2 separate regions of the Ovis aries genome follow, and region 1 is linked to region 2. A link is a contact called in public Hi-C data. All regions are on one chromosome and are shown on one strand. Each heading gives the region's core, a stretch centred on a gene start, on an enhancer-like site or on the middle of the called end of the contact. The rest is flanking DNA. Distances are from core to core; before and after follow the strand shown. Region 1 holds the start of SLC35C2 (solute carrier family 35 member C2). Region 2 has its middle 14 kb from the start of CD40.

Region 1 (2,700 bases), core at 121-2,620, 230 kb before region 2:
CTCTTGAGAAACCTGGTTCCAAATAGGAAAAGGAGTACATCAAGCCTGTATATTGTCACCCTGCTTATTTAACTTATATGCAGAATACATCATGAGAAACGCTGACCTGGAAGAAGCACAAGCTGAAATCAGATTGCTGGGAGAAATGTCAATAACCTTAGATATGCAGATGACACCACCTTTATGGCAGAAAGTGAAGAGGAACTAAAAAGCCTCTTGATGAAAGTGAAAGTGGAGAGTAGAAAAGTTGGCTTAAAGCTCAACATTCAGAAAACGAAGATCATGGCATCTGGTCCCATCACTTCATGGGAAATAGATGGGGAAACAGTGGAAATAGTGTCAGACTTTATTTTGGGGGGCTCCAAAATCACTGCAGATGGTGACTGCAGCCATGAAATTAAAAGATGCTTACTCCTTGGAAGAAAAGTTATGACCAACCTAGATAGCATATTCAAAAGCAGAGACTTTACTTTGCCAACAAAGGTCCGTCTGTTCAAGGCTGTAGTTTTCCCAATAGTCATGTATGGATGTGAGAATTGGACTGTGAAGAAAGCTAAGCGCCGAAGAATTGATGCTTTTGAACTGTGGTGGAGAAGACTCTTGAGAGTCCTTTGGACTGCAAGGAGATCCAACCAGTCCATTCAAAAGGAGATCAGTCCTGGGTGTTCTTTGGAAGGAATGATGCTAAAGCTGAAACTCCAGTACTTTGGCCACCTCATGCGAAGAGTTGACTCATTGGAAAAGACTGATGCTGGGAGGGATTGGGGGCAGGAGGAGAAGGGGACGACAGAGGATGAGATGGCTGGATGGCATCACTGACTCAATGGACATGAGTTTGGGTGAACTCCAGGAGTTGGTGATGGACAGGGAGGCCTGGCGTGCTGCAATTCATGGGGTAGCAAAGAGTCGGACACGACTGAGCGACTGAACTGAACGGATCTTCTAAGTCCTGAAACCTGATGCCTCCGATATCACTCCCTAGCTGGGTTGAGCTCCCATAGGAAAAAGCCCAGGAGAGATACAAGCATTTCCATGGTTGCCCAGCACTGGGTTGGAATAAGGTAAATACTTCAATATATGAGTAGGTGACCTTTTCCTGGCTGCCAGCGGTGCGCAGGGCTCTTGCAGCAGGCACCTTGGTTGACCAGGATCTCGGTTGACAACAGGAGACACAACCAAGGGGGATGCTCAGGCCGGATTCCTGGGGAGCCAGGGCGCGCAGCACGCGGTTTCGCAGACCACACGGGAGGACCAGCCCCCCGACACGCCCCGCCCCGCCCCCGACACGCCCCGCCCCTGGCCCCGGGCCCACCCCCAGAGGCTTCCGGCAGAAGCGCCCCCCAGTGGCGGCAGTGGGCCTCGAACTTCCGGCAGGAGGATCCGGGCCTGCAGCGCCGGCGGTGCGAGGTGAGTGGGCGCGCGGCGGGCCTTCCGCGCGCTCCCGGGGTTGGAGGGGGACCAGGGCGGGGCTGTGAGCGGGGTCCAGGCTCGGCGCCGCGCGCCGCGGCCGCGGGGCCCGCCCGGGTCATGCTCCTCCCGGGCCTCGGTATCGCAGTCATGGAGGGGCCCGGGCCTCCGCGCTCTTTCCCCGCGGCGGGACCCAGGCGGGCATCGCGCGGACCCGGCCCTGCACTTGGAGAGGCCGCATCCCGCCGTGGGGTGGGAGTCGGGGGGTGGATGGTAAACACGTGGACAAACAAGGAAACGTCAGGCAGTGGGAGGTGCCACCAGGATTAGACGCCCCCCTCCCCACACCCCTACCCCGCCCCAGGCCCCAAGATGTTCAACCAAGCAAAGATCTGCGACCGCGAATACAAAGGACGCAGGCCTGATGTGTTGAACAAATGGCCAGGGGCCAGCGTGGCGGGTGGGGGGTGGGAAGGAGAAGATGAGGTTGCAGAAGCTGGCAGAGGCCGGAGGCTGGGAGGCCTTCCCCTCGGGTCTGCTGAGGAGTTGGGATTAACCCAGTGAGGGCCTGGTCTGCTTTCTGTGCTCAGGCCACCTCTGCAGCTGGATGGCTGCCTCCAGGCTGTAGGAGGAATTGGAAGCAGGGACACCAGTGAGGGGCCTCGTTAACTTTCGAAAAGGTGCTCCCTGTGGGCTGGGGTCCTCATGGGGACTTCCCGAAGGTGGCGGGCCTGGGCTGGCTCCTTGAAAGAAGGGCAGGATTTGAACAGTGGAGGGAGCACCTGCGTGGCAGTGTTGGAGCCTGTTGGAGCTGGAACCACTCCAGAAGCCAGGAGATATAAGAAATCAATTCCCAGCAGGGTGCTGACCATCCTGGTGTGGGAGCCCAGGGCTAACCAGGGAGAGGGAGTACCAAGAGATAGCTCCCCTAGTGCCAACAGGCCCCGCAGTTGCCTGTGGGACCTAGCAGTCAGTCTCAAGGGGGAGCGGTTCCCACCCCCAACCCCCAGGTTAACAGTTGGCAACATCTGGAGACATTTTTGGTCGTCCCAACTTGCGGGGAAGGGATGGTCCAGGCCCCTAGTGCACAACGACCAGGGATGCAGCTTAACATCCTCCCGTGCACAGACAGGGCTTCTCCCAGCAAAGAATTATCTAGCCCCAAATAGCACTAATGCCACAGTTGGGAAGCCTTGGTATAGAGGAAGGAGCATGGGCCTGGAGTTCTGTCAGAGGTGGGTTTGGTGCCCGCGTGCTCCACTCTGGCCACGTGAAGGAGTCTGACGTGGGGAG
Region 2 (2,700 bases), core at 15-2,514:
TGAGCTTCCCCCATCCCCCAGACTCCAGGACCACAGCATGGGTTTTTTTTTTTCTTTTTTTTTTTTTTTTTAAACAAATTAAAACTGTATCTCCCCACCCCTGCAGGTGGGTTGGTAATTTTCTGAGCTAGAATCACTCTTGGGGAGAGAAATCCTTCGGGGCAGACTCTTTAATAACTTCTGCTGCCCAAGGAATCAACTGCAGAGCCCTGAAGGCTCAAGGGGAGAGTGTGTGAGTATATGCCTGAGGGCCGAGATGGGGTGGGGGTTGTCATCAAATTAAGAGGGCATTACAGCCAGCTCAGCCCTTGCCCCCCCAGTCCTAGAATTTCAGTGTTTTAGATCCAGTTAACCAGGGTCGCAGGGTGGAGCCTAAGGCCCCAGAAATTCTCCAGCCTCCGAGCTGGGGTGCAGAGAAAAGAGACAACCTGCCTGGCACATGTGGCCTGACCTGACTCTGGACCCTCCCAGGGCCTCAGTCTCCCCTCATAGAAAACAAAAGTAGCTCTTCCCTGGAGGTCCAGCGCTTAAGACTCCACTCTTCCACGGCGTGGGTTCGATCCCTGGGCAGATAACTGTGCCACGCAATGTGGCCGAAAAATTTTTTTAATTATAAAAGAAAAGTGCTGAATACAATGAAATTCCCAGTCGCTTTTAATTTCAACCCTCTGTGATATGCTGTCTTGAGCTCTCACGGTTTTAACTTGGGGGATTGGTAGCATTTAAACATTGGGAGATTTAATATAGAAATCTGGATGCCCAGCAATATATAACTTTCATTCTTAGAGGGCAACCACTGGATAGAATCCATAGATGCCACCTCCCCCGCCCCCACAAGATGGACAGAGCCTTGCTGCGGCTTTGCCCAGAGGCTCTGCCGTCCTGACTCCCCCAACCTGCCTGTCTTGCTCTCCAGCCCCTGTGTTACCCCAGCCCTAAAGGTTACCTGCTCCTGCGGGGCCTTTTCTTCTGCCCTGGGCAGTCACACGGCCTTTTAACAGCCTAATGACGTGTGCCTGGGTTTTCACTCGCCAGAGGTTTTGGATCAACCAGTTAGGCCTAAATCCCAGCTCTAATTCTTCAGGCCTTAGCAAGTCATTTAGCCTCTGAGCCTCCATCTGTAAGCTGGGCGTTCGAAGAGACTGTGCCTTATTCGGGGTTGTCCTAGGGGCTTTAGACAAGCGTGTGAAGTTCTTAGCCCTGTGCCTAGCACAGAGCGCTCCGGCCCTGCGCATTCTTGGTGCTCCCTGCTCAACTCTACACGACTGAAGTGACTGAGCAGGGCACGCACAACCCTAGCTGGAGGAGAGGCCACAGGAGGAATGCAGGAATGCTTGTTAAATGGAGGAAGCAGTGGAGAGAGAGACCCGAGAAACGGATCAAGTTGGAGAGTAGAAGTCGCAGGAGGCTCGGGCGGATGGATGACGGGAGGATGAGAGCGGGCAGAAGCCAGCCGCCAGGGTCTTCGGACATTACTTTGGCGCCACCTTCAGGCTGATGCGAGTTTCACGCCCACCCATTCATCCACAGGTCAGAGTGGACTCTACAGTGTAGGCTGATCCTCTTTTAGAGTTGGCAAGCTCCCTAGAACTCATAATGGGCTTCCCGGGTGGCTCAGTGGGTAAAGAAACTGCCTACAATGCAGGAGACGCCAGGGATATGGGTTCGATTACTGGGTTGGGAAGATCCCCTGGAGGAGGGCATGGCGACCCACTCCAGTATTCTCGCCTGGAGAATCCCCAAGGACAGAGGAGCCTGGCGGGCTACAGAGTTGGACACGACTGAAGCCACTGAGCACTAGAACTCATCGAACCCCAGTCCTTCATCATATCTGAGCAGGGGAAACCTCAGAACCAGACAGCAACTTCCCCAAGGTCACCTAAAAAGTTCCTGGCTGAGGTCCATTTAGAACCCAGAACTTGCTACAGCTGCCAAGAATAACAACCCCTTCTCTTTGTCAGGGATGCAAGATATACAAAATTGTACCTTCTCATGCTTGGCCAATGCTGACTCTTGGAGTGGACTTCTCCAAAAGCAGACTCTGCAACAAGGAAGGCATGCAGGTAGTTTTTTGGAGAGTTGAGCCCAAGAGGCACCAGTGGGGCTGTGGGACATGAGACAGAAAAGAAAAGGAAGCCCATGCAGAGGGCATCTGTTAATCAAGCCCTCTGGGAACCCAGGAGACAGCACAGAACACACCTCAGATCTGTCCCTCCCAAGGGCAAGGAGGCTGGGGCATTTATTCTCCAACTTTCACTTCTGTTTGTTTGAGAGTATTCAGAGCATTATGTAAGAGATGTGGGTTAAATCCCTGGGTTGGGAATATCCCCTGGAGGAGGGCCATGGCAACCCACTGTAGTATTCTTGCCTGGAGGGTCCCATGGACAGAGGAACCTGGCAGGCTTACAGTCCAAGGGGTCGCAAAGAGTCAGACACGACTGGTGTGACTGAGCATGCATGCACACATCCAGGGCATTTGCTCGCCCAGCTGCATCTTACCTGCCCTACACCTGCACCAAGCCTGTTTTGAAAACCAGGGAAAGCCCTAAGTGCTTTCCAGAGGAAACCGACTGCTCAGCAAGAAATGTGAATGCCGAGGGTGACCCCTGGACCTGCAGCATCACCTGGGAAACCTGTAGAAATGCACAGTCTTGGGCCGCATCCCAAAGATACTGAATCAGAAACACGGGCGGCGGAGCC

Evidence for each region. Hi-C and Micro-C count contacts between places; a contact is called where the count stands out from the background.
Region 1: a Hi-C map of hypothalamus shows a contact between it and region 2, with 2.7 times the contacts expected there. The contact joins the promoter of SLC35C2 here to the enhancer-like site in region 2. A contact is called at or near these places in 3 of 16 Hi-C or Micro-C datasets (hypothalamus, muscle and tail adipose tissue).

What each region holds. Positions count from the first base shown.
Region 1 is chr13:75,071,631-75,074,330 of ARS-UI_Ramb_v3.0, reverse strand. SLC35C2 (solute carrier family 35 member C2) reads left to right here and starts at 1,370. Exons shown (of 10, transcript XM_042230217.1): 1 at 1,370-2,700.
Region 2 is chr13:74,837,170-74,839,869 of ARS-UI_Ramb_v3.0, reverse strand. No RefSeq gene overlaps it. Among named protein-coding and RNA genes, the nearest start is that of CD40, 14 kb to the right of the region's middle. Within about 2 kb of position 1,264, at least 11 of the 54 cell types and tissues checked have an H3K27ac peak or open chromatin away from gene starts, as enhancers often do. A contact at or near this core is called in hypothalamus, where this site is marked.